Linked DNA regions of Anas platyrhynchos: region 2 is linked to region 1. Evidence: chromatin contacts called from public Hi-C data. All regions are on one chromosome and are shown on one strand. The core of a region is the stretch at or near the end of the contact, and the rest is flanking DNA. Distances in the headings are between cores, read along the strand shown. Region 1 overlaps XPNPEP1 (X-prolyl aminopeptidase 1). Region 2 overlaps MXI1 (MAX interactor 1, dimerization protein).

Evidence for each region. A called contact is a pair of places that touch in the nucleus more often than the background predicts.
Region 2: a Hi-C map of subcutaneous adipose tissue shows a contact between it and region 1, with 1.9 times the contacts expected there. The contact joins two enhancer-like sites. A contact is called at or near these places in 3 of 8 Hi-C or Micro-C datasets (liver, skeletal muscle and subcutaneous adipose tissue).

Annotation. Positions count from the first base shown.
Region 1 is chr6:30,667,958-30,675,147 of IASCAAS_PekinDuck_T2T, forward strand. It overlaps XPNPEP1 (X-prolyl aminopeptidase 1), which reads right to left. Exons shown (of 20, transcript XM_072039773.1): 17 at 6,966-7,139; 18 at 6,043-6,119; 19 at 5,248-5,346; 20 at 3,650-4,209. The coding sequence ends at 4,081. Among named protein-coding and RNA genes, the nearest start is that of XPNPEP1, 30 kb to the right of the region's middle. Within about 2 kb of position 3,129, at least 1 of the 8 cell types and tissues checked has an H3K27ac peak or open chromatin away from gene starts, as enhancers often do. A contact at or near this core is called in subcutaneous adipose tissue, where this site is marked.
Region 2 is chr6:30,863,107-30,870,296 of IASCAAS_PekinDuck_T2T, forward strand. MXI1 (MAX interactor 1, dimerization protein) reads left to right here. Exons shown (of 6, transcript XM_027459943.3): 4 at 2,015-2,129; 5 at 3,748-3,919; 6 at 5,274-7,158. The coding sequence ends at 5,437. Among named protein-coding and RNA genes, the nearest start is that of SMNDC1, 19 kb to the right of the region's middle. Within about 2 kb of position 3,410, at least 1 of the 8 cell types and tissues checked has an H3K27ac peak or open chromatin away from gene starts, as enhancers often do. A contact at or near this core is called in subcutaneous adipose tissue, where this site is marked.

The DNA of each region.
Region 1 (7,190 bases), core at 1,879-4,378:
AGCAAAAATAAATGGCGAAAATCCTCAGCAGCAGCAGCAGTCGATTCACCCCTGCTGGGTGCCAAAAGGAGCCGCTGCCAGGCAGTGACAGCTCCTCTCCAGACATCGGGTGTGAGCACACAGGCGTGTTTTAGGCAGTTGTGTGACGTATTTTAGGCAGTTGTGTGACTGAGTAGCCTCCTGCAGCCTCGCAAGAGCACCCCGCAAATGCAGAGAAGGGGCAAAGGAAAGAAGGTGCCATCTCCTGGTCCCGAGGGCTTCCATACCTGGCTGCTCCAACCACCTGGCTCTTGTTGCTATCTGCTGAAGGGATCACAGGAGGGAGTCCCAACATCATTGTAGGGCAACTAATTCCCTGCGTGCAGCTTAAATGTCAGGCTGGTTTGATGGGGCTGCCAAGGAGGTCCTCAGCAATGGTGTTCTCAGTTTTCCTCTTCTTTCTAAGGCCAGGCTGGGGTAAATCAAAACCTGCTTCAACGGCTGCCGTGTAAAGTGAACAAATAGTGGGGTTTCCATTACAGGTGAAATATGAGCCATTAAAAAAAAAAAAGGAAAAAGAAAGAAAGAAAATGGGATTTCACTGCTGCCAGGCACACTTATGGTAATACCCACAGACAGAGGAAGGAGATGTGACTGCAGAGAAGCCAACCAGTCTGCTAGGTTAGGGAGTGAAGGAGCATTTGTTGCTCGAGATGAATGAATATGAATCCTTCTGCTCAAGGAGAAATGGTCTGTTTGTCTCAGAAGCCTTGTACACCAGCAGGCACATTGCCAATGCGTGCGTCATGATTCGTGATTGAATGGTGAAGCTGATGGGGATTTTCCTCCCTGAAAAATAGGGTCTGTCTCCTGCTGTACCATTTTTATTCCAAGGGAAACAAAGGGTTTGATTGCCCCTAAACACAGTTGTAGTGCTAGAAATCTCCAGCTATACTAACGTTACCAAACAGCTGGGCAAGGGACAGTGAGGGAAGTGCTCTGGCAACACAAGTCAAGGCGGCCATATAGACATCAAATATTTTGCTGATGTACTGTCCCATGGGTAGAGACACAATCAGGAGGCCATGGTGACAAACTGCCCCCTTAGATCCTGGGTTGAATGGAAGGATTAAGCCAGACAGGTTGCCCCAGCAAGCACCCCTTTGACCGGGACTGCATGAGGAGCAGAAATGTGCCTCGTTGCATCATCCAAAAAGGGGAGACACCCAATGGGTTAAAAAACTGCAAAACCATATGCGTTAAAAACAGACCACTAAGCATATTGTTGAAAATGCCCATTCCTCCCCACACTGAAAAATTAAAAAAAAATAATAATAAAAAAAAGCCACTATGGAAAGAAAATAGTAATAACAACAAAATGAAATAATATGGTAATTTTCGTGAGGAGCATAATCTTACAGTCATTTCTGTGGATGGCACATACAAAAAGAAAACCTAAACCTGACAGAAACTTGCTTTCCTTTCCTTTTTTTTTTTTTTTCCTTTTGCCAGCAGAAATGAAGACAGAGACCACCCAGGAAAAGCAGACACTGAAGAAATAAATCAGAACCTGGAAAAAAAAAAAAAAGCCAAATTTAATTTTCTGAGAAAGAAGTAAGGATCTCCTCAAAGATCTCCTCATTGGGTCCAAGGCACTTCAGCAAACTCCCTGCAACAAAAGCCCACAGGGTCAAAGTGGTACAAGACGACCTGCTGGGGCTCCCCAGGCTGGTCCCTAGAGGAGCTAAATCCAGATATTCCCATCTCTGTCCCTGTGTGCTGGAGGGATTTTGGGATGGGAATGCACCAGGAATTTCTGGGACGTGGGTGGGAACCACCCCACTTGGTGTATGACTGTGAAGAGGGAATCCATGTGGGAAAAAGCCTAGTTGGGCACTGCCAGGTTTGAATGGCCCCAAGTGCTGTTGGTGTCACGTCTCCCCTCCCCGCTGAGGTGCCTGAGCCAAACACGGTGACTGCGGGTTTGAGACAGGACTAGAGCTTCCTCGGCTGCTCTGTTTGATAGAAGTCATCCTCTTCTGCATTCCCTCAGGAAACATTTGCCCTGAAGTTTGAGCAAGGAGAAATCTACCCTTAGTCTTTGGTCTCTGCCAGGACAGCCAGAATGCTGTTGTTGGGAACACACACAGCCAGCAGCTCAGACCCCTTGTGGGTTTATGCTGACCACCAAAGCTTCCTGCATGAACTTCCACCGCCACCCTGGAAGGCAGCTGCTTGCCCGCAGACAGTAGCTCACGCAGCCTGGCGAGGCTGCAGCACTCAGCATTGCTGCACGCAATGATTTTGCAGGGAAATTCCCCTTTTGTCACAGTACAACCTGCTCAGATCCACCGCTCGGTCTTTGATCCTGTAGCACCGTCAGTACCAGCAGCAGTAATTTGGGCAAAAACATTTCTTCCACAGGTGCAATCTGTTTTAGTTGATAGCACATACTCCTGAGACACTGGGGACTGCTTGATGTGTGAGCAGGGTTTCCCACAGACCCAGCTGAAATGACAGCTAATACTTGCATACTTGCAGGTGGTGGTGGGAAACTGCGTGGATATTTAAATACAGACACACAGCTGCAGAGGCTGTAGCATCAAAAACTTTTAAACCACTTACTACACTTTTATTTTTACACTTTCTTGGATAGCATAGCAAGGAGACGAGGGAACATTATTTCCTGGAATATTTCTCTTCCTTTCTCTTCCAAGTTTTGTTTGGCTACATGGTACTGCTTCCAATTTCTACATCTCTTGAGGGATACACCAATTTCATGCTATTTAACAGAGATTAACATTTCCCTCTTGGAATTACAATAATTATTTTTTTAAAAAGAATTATCTAAACATTTCCATTTGCACAGACCATTTCCTTAAAGTGTCAGGAATGTGAGTTACTATTACCCAACTGTCCCTTTTATATTTAATACCGAGTTTTAGTTTGATTGAAACACTGTAGGTAAGTGTTAAGAACGTTTCTTTTAGTAGGTATATTCTTACAAAACCATTTGGCCTTAAGGACAGTGCTCTGATGGGGCTGCATACAGTGACTTTCCAGAAGCCAGCTGAGAAGACTGCAGAGCAGAGCATTCTCCCTCCCAGCTGAAGGGAGGGAAGAGCCCAAACCTGCATTTGCCTTGCAGTAGTTCTCTTAACCACTAGATGTCTTTGTGCACTGCCTAGCACTCCAGAGCACTGCTCCTGGTGTCCAGGGCCTGACTGATTTTGTATGAAAGTTGCAGAGAGGCCTTCGTTTGTCCATTGCATTTTTTATTTTTAACTTAATAATTGCCTTGTATCCAGAAGAGCTGTAATCCCACAATACTGCCTACACATCCTGCACTGCCACAGGTTATACAAGTACTCCGTGAATAACAATAGACAGTAGTGGTCTGGGTGCTCCACAGGCACAACCCTCCACCAAGTGTCACTACATCCCTTCCACGATCTGTCACAAAGCATAGACAGAAGTGATAGCTCCCACCAGGCCTTTCCATAACATCTGCCCAGCTCCTAGCACAAGGCAGCTCCATACACATATATGCAGCTCTATTTCTTCACTGTTCGAGCAGGATGCACACAAATGTGGAATGATCTGGTCCTTGCCCTCTTTTAAGCTGTCCAACCCGATATATCACTGATTACAAGAGAAGCCAGACAGAAAATAACGTGTTGGAAACTTTTATTCAGTAATCAGTCCTGCTGTTTGGGTAGCATCCCAGCAACTGGAACCCAAGTATGTAAAAATACTGAGTTTTCATAGTGAAAAACCACACCATATAAAATATTCCAGTATTGTCTCTTAGAACCATTATTTCAAGAAGACCCCTGTTTCAAAGGCAACATGCTTATTTATTTTGTTTGCTTTCTATTCTCAACCTCCCCCCTGCTCAAAAAATGTTGAGACAGTAACCCTCCTTACCCCCATGCTACCTGCCAACTCAGGGGAGGAGGAAGACACTAAATGAGATCCCCCTTCTGATTTCCAAAGGCTTATCGACAAAATTTCTCCCAGTGGTGTCAGGGGCCAAGAAGACGTAGATTACAGTGACACCAAGCAGTCCTGATGTCCCCTGTATCGAAGAAAACCGTGGTCCTACTGAACTCTGATCAGAGGCTCTGTCTCCCGGATGAGCCATTGAAGAGCTTCAAGCCGACCTTGCCTCTCCAGCTCTGCTCCAATTACCTCCCGGCACTTCTGATGATAGTCATTCACCCAGTTCAACTAAAGAAAGGGAAAGATATGACAGTCAGCATGAATGCAGAATAGCTGCTGCCTTTAGAAGGTATGTATAGCCAGAGACATTAGTAGGCCACTTTGAGATGGGCTGTTAAGCTAGGATAGGATCTTGTCCCAGAGGCAGACCTCTAATATATGGAAGTGACTTAAATTCGGTAAATTTGATGAGGGTAGGAACTGAAGCAATTAGTCCTGAGTTTTCAGAGGAACTAAGGTTCAGTTCAACTGATAAGTATTTAAAGTCTCTGCAAATCACTGCCTCCAGCAAGTCAGAATAGCTACCATGGCACAGTCTACTAAATAGCTTTGCAAATTTGTAACTGAACAATGCAGTGATGAGATACGAGTAGCCTATTGATCTCAACAGGTAACCTTAAGGTAGATAGATCTTGGTATCGTTCAGTCCTCTTCAGAAAAAGAAAATACAAATTGGATTACCATTCAGAAAACTAGGAGAGACTGAAGAAAAATGGACAATATGATAGAAAACCAGGATGAAACATGCCAAGGTGAAGGTAGAGGGAAACCTAAACAGAAAGCTGTGGTGGTAAAGCTATTTAGGAAATGAACGCTGCTGAGCAAGTATCCTATCTGCTCAGAGTCCATATGCGCTGATAAATGTGGCATGGCTAAATGGGACCGACCATGCGGAGACACAAATAGCACCATGGGACAGTCATCAGTGTAAGTCTCTGGGGAGACAGCACAGGAGTCTGACAGAAGCAAACGAAGGCAAGAGTAGGAAAGACTATATGTAACAGCAAATACCATAGCAAAGGAACTACCAAAACAACATCACTAGAGTGTCCTTGCTGCCCTTGTCATAGAATGATTTAGATGGGAAGGACCTCTAGAGAGCTCATCTACTCTGTTCTCCCTCTCAAAATTGGATCATTTAAAATTTAGTCAGATTCCTCAGGACTGTTCTCTGAATCTACCAAGTAGAGCAGAGGTGAGTGGTTCTTGTAAACAGAAAAGGTTCTAGCATAAAAAAAGGCAGTGGAAACTTACTGTTTCACTTACCTCTTTTTGTGTCAGCAAACTAACATCAATCATTTTTGTCTGGATTGGAACCAGGGTTAAGGGTTCAAAAGTCAGGCTCCCTCTGTTTTTGAAATTGTACTGCAACAGAAACACAAATGGGGTTGCAAATTCTTAGGAACAGCTCTAGCAAGATCATACTCTCATGTCAACACCGGACAGTAAAAAATAAAAACAGCCTTGTAGCATTCAGATGAGAAGGTAGCAACTTAACAGTATTTTTTTCCTCATATATCAAGCAGAGAATCTCAATATAAACCACTGTCATTTCTTTCAGTGGTCACTTCATAAAGGCTATGTCCCAGGTCACAATTGCACAGAACTAGCCATATGGTCATTGCCAGTTCAGCATTTCCAAAAGCGTAACCCAGACAGACATGCAATTACAATGTCAAAATCTGCCTGTAGCTTTGGTTCTGCTGCCAAAGGGGACTCTCTATCAGAGATAAAAACCCTGACCTTAGAAGATTAACCAGCAATGATTCCAAGGGGCTGCATTAAAGATAATTCTGGTCTTTGACACCCAGACAGAAAACATTTTAAAAGAACTCTCACATACACATTTCAGCCTATGGAAACTGCAGAAGCAGAACAGTCTTCTGTGTCCCCATTGACAGGGGAGACTTAAAACCAGTCTTCACCAAAGTAGGGTTTTGAAGAGCAGCAGACTTGAGTAGGATTCAACTACCTGCAGCATGATCCCACCTCAAGTTCCAGTACTCTAAGTTTTAAACCACAGACTCATAAAGAAAGGGGCATCTTCAGTAGGTCACTCACCTTGGTTTCAGCAGGAATCACAAGGACAACATTTTCTATTCGGATCCCAAAGGACCCATCTTCATAATACCCAGGCTCTGCAGAAACAGACAATAATTAACTAAGACACACAGATACACTGTGCAAATACTTATTCCCTATGGCCAAACTTCCCCTTCATTGCTTTAGTTTGCTGAGGTCGCTAAACAATCTTGACATCAGGCACCCAGAGAAGCAAACAGATTTCTGACTCCTTAATCTGCACAGAAGCCCCGAGCAAGGTGACAGCAGAAGTTCTCAAAGATAGGAGAAACCAGACAGCCCTCAAGCTCAGAGAGTCTCCTTCCAAGTCAAGAGAGAACACCAAGAACATGTTTCAAGTACCAGAATCTCCAAAAATCTTCATCTCTTTATGAAAGGCAGGTAGGAATCCTCTCCCCTGAAGTCATTTTACGAGGGTGTTCCCTGACTCCCTGAAATAACTTAACAGCCCTGAAGGAATACAAGTGTCTCAGCAAAACCCAGCAGGTTGTTAATTTACTACAGGGAAAGTAAGGCATGTAATGATATAAACAGCCGGCTCAAACAGCCCATAGCAAAGACAGAATTATTTCCTGGTGTCCATCTAGTTGTGTAGCCAGCTCTTCTACTGCAGAAGGTGAAGGCCGCCTGACAGGGCTGAGATGGTCAGCAGCACAGCTCTGCTGAGGTTTGCCCTGTACAGAGAAGGAAGCAGGCCTGCAGAACCCAACTTGCTTTATTGTGACAGCTAAAATCACAGGGTCTTTACCCAGAGAGTTTAAACGACAATTTAAACTGAGAAGGCAGGGCCAGAGCTTATGATCCCATCCTCCCTTTCTACCACTGTCAGATTTATCCCCTCTGCATCTTAAGAGCTTGGTCCCTCCCCCTAAAATCCAGACAGAATCACCACTGTTAAATACCATCAGAGACGATCATGCCAGCCTCCAAAGGTTCATCTGCAAAGGTTTTGTAGCTAATGCCGCAAGGACCCTCGTGTACGTTTAGGAAAGAGCCAACACCATGTCCTGTTCCATGCAGGTAGTCCAAACCACAGTCCCACAAGGCAGAGCGGGCAAAGGAATCTAGAAGGTGACCTGTAGGCAACACAGAGAAATAAAAATTGATCGAGTCAGACTTCCTCAGAG
Region 2 (7,190 bases), core at 2,160-4,659, 200 kb after region 1:
AGATGCAAATGGGAAAATGGGGACCGTGTGCGCTGGGGAGGCAACTTTCTGCCAGCTTGTCCGGTCCTTCTGCAGACGAGCCCTCCAGATCTTTCGTCCCCTCTCTGCCCTTGCTTGCAGAGCGACTTCCTTTGATCCGCCGTGGTCCTGGGGCACAAGGCAAACTGGTGGGTGCCGTGCTGCTGGTACCTGCTGCCATCCTTTCAACCTGGGTCTGGGTGATCGCTGCGTGCTCATGCCCAGAGCTGTCTCTGGTCCCCAGGACCTGGTTCCTGGTGCGGGGCCTTCCCCTGTTCCAAAAACCGGTTCAGAGACCCAGAATGTCCTTAAGGGGGTGACTTCATCCTTGTCCTCGTCCTCTCTCTGGTTGCCAGACGTCTGAGCAGCCTCCCCAGGAGGATGGGCGCAGTGTGCCCCAGCAGTGCCCTGCCACTGCTGGCCCTACAGGTACCGGGCAAAGCACCTGCGGTGGGTTGGGTGCACACAGCCCCCGTTCACCAGCCTGTGTGTCAAAAAGGGGCTTCCAGGTAGCTAAAACCCAAACCGGAGTCAGCCATATGGGTTTAATGCCAGCACAGTTTGCCCTGGAGCAGTCTGAGGAGGAACAGAAGAGCGATGCTGTTTTCTTCTGTAGTTTTTTGTTTGATTCTTCTGATTTTTGGTCCTTCCCCTGCTTCCCCAGTTGTTAATATTTAATGAAAAGCACATGGTCATCAGGGCTCTCGCTGGCCGTACGCAGCCCCGTGGCTCTTCTGGAGACAGAATGATGGACCCTTTGTGAGGAGATTTATAACAGAAATACTGAGGGGCTCCCAGCCCCGCCAGCGAGAGCTCCTCGGCGCTGACAGTTCATCAGCAGAACCCCTGACCCCTCCACCCTTAATCATCCTTGCTTGTCACTGACATAATTGCCTGATTACAGACTCCTCTCCCCCACCCCTTTCAAACCGGGAGCAATGGTGAATGTGAAAAACAAATGGAAATGAACTGTCCATGCTCTTTATTTTTTTTTTTTTTTCCCCCTGCACTGAGACGGCTCGGGCTGCGATGCCGTTTCTTTGTGTCTGAGCAGGGCTCGGGATGGGCTTTCAGGACCCTTTTGCACCGGTGTTGCTGGCATGTGAATGGCGAAGATGATGTCATTGTGTTATTGATTGGGATGACAAGTTTGGACATAAATCATTAATGTCTGGGAAAGAGAGAGGGAGGAGGAAAAAGGCAGCCCATGAGATGGCTTTCCATAAATCTGGCCTTCGTTCCTGCATTCGCGGTGCAGAGCGGGATCGGCGGGAGCAGTTCTCCTGTGCAGCCTGAGGATGACGTGCTTTACTGCTCCTGAACCATTTTCCCCATGTTTTCATATTCTGCAGAAAATGGCTCAGGCCATCAGCAGTGCTGTCATGCTTGAAATCCTCTTTGGAGAGGTGCTCCAAGGTCAGCAGGGTGACCTGGGTCCAAGGAAGGAGTACGGGTGCTATGCTTGGGAACTGCAGTCCTTCTAACTCTTTTAACTGCCAGCAGGGAGTGTTTAGGGGTGTTGGGCTAACCGTTTTGCTATTTCCTTCTTCAAATTTTGTGCGATGAAATGTTAGAGCTGTTACTTAGATCACAGCAATGTGCAAGTGGGCTGTGGGTAGCGGTCATTCCGAAATGCCTCCACAGACGTTCCCAGCACAGCAGCAGGTAGCTGGGAGAGAGATGAAGCCTCCAAGATAACCGTACCCTTTTGTGCCTCGTCTCCGCACAAAGTTCATCCATTGAATCAGATTAGCAGCTTAAATGGCAAGAAAACAAACAGCATGTGCCAGAGGTTAGCAATCGTGCGAGTGTTGGTGGGCAGCTGCTGTTTGCAGTGTAAATAGCTCGGAGCAGCCCATCCTGGCACCTGCAGGGAATCTCGTGATGTGTAGGGACAGAAGGAAGCATGAGAAGTGCCTCCTAGAAGGGAGGCAGAGAAGGAAATGGCTTTCCCTTCCTGAAAGCACGGCTCTGACCTCCTCTTCTCTCCTTGCAGCCGAGCTCACCTCCGCCTGTGTCTCGAACGCTTGAAAGTTCTGATCCCGCTCGGACCAGACTGCACCAGGCACACGACGCTTGGGCTGCTCAACAAAGCCAAAGCACATATCAAGGTAAGAGCTGCTTCTCCCAGCTGCTTCCTGGCGGGGCTGGTTTGGAACTGAAATCCCATAGCTTCTGCCATGGGCAGGGACACCTCCCACCAGACTGGGCTGCCCAAAGCCCCATCCAGCCTGGCCCTGAGCACCTCCAGGGCTGGGGCAGCCACAGCTTCTCTGGGCAGCCTGTGCCAGGGCCTCACCACCCTCTGAGGGAAGAATTTCTTCCTAATATCTAATCTAAACCTACCATTTTCTAGTTTAAAACCATTTCCCCCTTGTCCTATCATGACACTCCCTGACAGAGTCCCTCCCAGCTTTCCTGTAAGGCCCCTTTAGGCACTGGCAGGCTGCAGTGAGGTCTCCCCAGAGCCTTCTCATCTCCAGGCTGAACAGCCCCAGCCCTCTCAGCCTGTCTCCATAGGAGAGGAGCTCCAGCCCTTTGATTATCTTCATGGCCCTCCTCTGGACTCGTTCCAATACTTCTAATACTCGTTCTAATTCTTAACTACTGGCAGTACACGTGGATACGTTAATATACATAGATAGCTATTATTTACATTTTATGTGTGTGTATATATAGAAAGCAATAAGCTAGCATTGTCTCCTCGGTTAATCATTTATCATTACTACAAACCACATTGTTGGGAGAGTCCATGATGAACTCTGGTACCTGTGGGGATGATTGATTTGGAAAGCAGGGGCCTTATTCTGTATCATGATCAGTTGTTGCCAGCAACAGCTCTTAGAAGGAAAACATACCTGCTGGTGAGTGACCCCATTTGGATGGGAAATGCACCTTTTCTGATGTGCCAGCGAGTTTCCATTGCCAAAAACATTGGTGCAAATCCCAGGAGGGTAAGCCAGGGCTGGCCTGATGAAGTTCCACGTGGGAACCAGCCAGCCCAGCACTCATCTGGTTTCACTCCTGGCAGAGTGAAGCCCAAAGAGAAAACGCAGCATTGTCAGTATCTGGAGAAGGCTGAAACCCTTTGTCACAGCCCAGGATGGTGGGAGGGAGGATGGGTGGCGAAGGAGAAAAAGCCCTGCTGAAGGGACAGGGTTAGCCTGAAATGACTCCTCCTTATGCAATGTGCTCGTTGCAGGAAACAAAGAACAGTGCCCTGGTAGATTTCCCAGCTGTGATCAAAGAAATCTGTAGTAGGTTATGTAAATCACTTACTAAATAGAAAACTGTTTCTGAGAAATCCTGCTAAACCATGCAGCAAGGAACAGAGCTCCCAGGGCACGTTTTGATGTGACAGTTGTAACGCCGGGCTGGTTTGGGTAAGGGACTCGAGGCCCCTTTGTGGGCAGATGTGGTAATGCAGGGGGCTGAGCTCAGGCAGAATGACCCACAAAACGCTACACATCCTGTAGTTTCCTCTGGAGAGGCTGTCTTCAAAGCCTTTTGATACCAACGTGTGATTTATCAGAGCTTGGGAACGGGAAGAGTTGTGAGGAGGCAGCACAACTCCTGGGGACAGGAAAGCAGCTTGTTTCAGAGCTCTTTTGCAGCTTAAATCCTTCTGGGACCTGGGAACGTCTAAGTAAAGCAGGTGGCTGGACAGTGGAGGTGGGAGGGAAGGAGAAAAGAATGAAACTCTTACTGAGCCATATTTGATCATGTCAGAAACTTGAAGAGACCGAGAGGAGAAGCCAACACCAGCTTGAGAACCTGGAACGAGAACAAAGATTCCTAAAGAGAAGACTGGAACAGCTACAGGGGTCTCAGGAGATAGAGCGAATACGAATGGACAGCATTGGGTCTACCATTTCCTCTGATCGCTCGGACTCGGAGCGAGGTGGGTGCCACCGGGCTGACCAGGAACCCCTGAGACTCTGGGAAGAGGGGCAGGAGGCGGATCCATTTCTTGTCTCAGCTACCCCCTTCTCTCTGACTTCTGATATTCAGGCTACTGATTTTGCTCCCACACGTACACGCATACACGTGCACACACATATATGTGAAAAGTTTTGCCTTTTGCGTGTTGCCATTGTCATCTCAGGATGATTTCGGTGGCATTTAAAGTGATCTGTTTTTCTGAAGAGCTCTAAAATTCAAAAGCATCAGTTACACAGAGTAATTTGCAGTGCTCACAAGATGGTAGATAAATACTTGATGCTAAAGGTGTGATACTTATTGTCCCTTTTTTGTGTCTCTCAACAAACAACACAAAGGGAACATCTAAGAAAGATATTACTGGGGCTGGAGCAGATGTTGCAAAGCAACTTCCATGCTCTCCCATGTATTTCCTGTATTTGGGCCCACCATGGCATAACCAAGCAAACAGAGCTAAGCAAACTGACTCTAAAAATTCCAAGAATCATTCTACCACCACCCCCCTTTCTTTTCCAAGCTTCCCGTACTGTTCGTCTCAGTTAAAACTGGATAGAGATGGTCTGAATGGCTAACTGAGTTCATGTAACTTCCTTTTTTGAAACACCTCTGCTGTGGATCCCAGGTGGGCACAGTAGATAGTTTGATATTTACTAACAGACTCAAGCACGCCATGTAGCTTACGTTTGAGTCTACAGTTTGGAAAAAAAAATCCTTTTGGGAAATTCCTGAATGCTATGGAAATCAAGATGTCTGATTGACTAGTTATCTGCTTTCTAACATCCTCTTAAACAGGATTTAAGCTGTTAGGTCCACTCAGTATCTCTGAAAGTAACTCAAACCCTCATCTAAATGCATTATAATGCCCGTTAAAGTGAGTGGTCCCGTCTTTGGTAAAGTGATACCAATCGAGTAGCGTGTCACAGGCAAGGGTAACTTTAAGGGTAACTTCATGCTCTGTTTTGTTTTTTTTTTTTGTCCTCTGTTTTACCTGTGATTTCTTTTTTTGTTTGTTTGTTTCCACACTGGGGTGATACCATTCCAAAGAGCAGAGGCAGAATAACAAGTTCAGTGCATGAGATGGCCCACCTCTGCTGAGAGTGTGTTTTTGGAGTCAAGCCCCTTTGCAAAGTCCCTATGAAAAGCTACAGGCTGGTAGCTAGTCCCTTACAAGCCATGTCCATAACCCATCCCACCCCAAGGGAAAACACCGAGAGTCTTCCTGCCAGGCTGCTGCTGCAGCCCCGGCAGCTGGCTTGAAGGAAGCAGTTGTGACTGTGGTGCTAACCTGTGCGTGTTTCTCTCGTTTCTCTTTTTAGAAGAGATTGAAGTGGACGTTGAAAGCACAGAGTTCTCCCATGGAGAAGTGGACAATATCAGCACAACCAGCATCAGTGACATTGATGATCACAGCAGCTTGCAGAGTATTGGGAGTGACGAGGGTTACTCCAGCGCCAGTGTCAAGCTCTCCTTTGCTTCCTAGAACCAAGTGAGATGACAGTGCAGGGCGAAAGATTTCACTGGGGTGATCAAACTGGGTCCTAGATGCCAGTATCCTCTTTCAGAAATGACACACTGACAGCTAGTCCTGAAGAGACCTGTAAATAAAACCTCTGGGGTAAGGGAAGAAACCCACGCGTTCATTTGGTCACGTTACCAATCCCAATTCCTGCTGGCCAACAGTTAGACCAAACCCTAGTCCCATTAAAGTCCGTGATACCCATTTGTTTCTGTGGGACCTGGATCTAGACCTTAGCGATGAAACACTTTGTTTTGAATTTCTTTGTTTGAAAGAGGATACTAGAGACTCATCCCTCTCTTCCTGTCATGAGATCTGAGAAATGTCAGATTTTCTTACACTGCATTCAGGTTGAACAACCTAGTTTAGGCCCTTCTGAAGAGCTTTTGTGGTCCTAAAAGGGCCGTGTCCTACAGTTTCTCACAATCCAATGCTGTTGTAATGTAATAGGAAACCTGTGAGGGCATAAGTAGCCTAGAAGCAACAACAGTAATGATAAAGGTCTCGTTCTGTGCCCAGAGAGAGGGGTGGCAAAGAGAGATGTAGAGGAGAGAACACCATTCAGCTCAGCTTTCTGTTGGACATCATTTAACAAGCAAATACCTCTGACGCGTGGCTAAAGTGAGGGGTACACGCTTGTAATCTACCAGCACATCATGGGCTGTGTCGTGCTGTGAGAGCGCCAGCAGATCTCCCGGTAGATGCGTGCCCACGCGCAGGCACACAGCCAGCTGAGGACAGAAAGAAACCAGCACACACGAGAGGTGACATGCCAGAAAGTCATGCCCAGATACTGAGCCACTATGACCTTTTTATTTGAAGAGATTTTTTGATAAACATTTGTAAATGTGTTGGGAGGGAAAACACCCCAAGTCTGATGCGTCTTTTTAGAGCTTGTCCATATTAAACCTTAGATGTCTTTTATATGAATTTATGCCATGAGAAGATCTCTGTTTTGATGAAGCACTTGACCCAACGAAATGCAAAATGCTTTTTGCCGTGCACACGATGGATGAAGGCTGTGCTAGCTGGAGAAGGCCAAGTTTGGTGAGGGTTCCTTTGGTTTTCTTTTTAGAATCATTCCCTCTGCTGACTTTTGAAGTTCCAGTCCAGTAGTTAACCTAGTTAAGCTCAGCACGTCTCTCACGTTGATGTAATGTTTTGACTGCACGTCCTGTTCCCGAGGGCCTTGCCATCTTACCTGTGCAGGTGCTGTTAAGAGCTATTCTAGCAAATGTTTTCTAATTTTCTCAGAGATGAGCATTCTAACCTGCACTTTGAGGGCTTTGCTGTTTTTTTATTTTTGTCTTTTTAATGGCCAGGATTATTTCGTTTTTTCCAAGTTTTAAAAACCTTGATAGAGTCCTCACCTATGGCATTGTTTGAAACTTTGTATATCCTTAAGTAATTTAACTACCCCTCGTTACTAAGAAAAGAAGAGGAAAAAAAAATGCTTTATAAAATTCATAACTTATTGCTGATTTGAATGGGTTGTTAATTTCAGTCCTTTAGACTTTATTTTATTGTTTTAGGTAGGGTTGGGCAAAAAGAAGTAAACAAAGTAAATAAAAAAAAATAAAGACAACCATATTTAGCAGTGCAGTGGAATTGTGTTTAAATGTTAGCATATGGTCCCCATTAAAGTAGCACTTTAACGCCATTAAACATTTCTGTATCTGAAACGAGTTGTGTTCTTCCATCTTGGTCATTCGTGTCA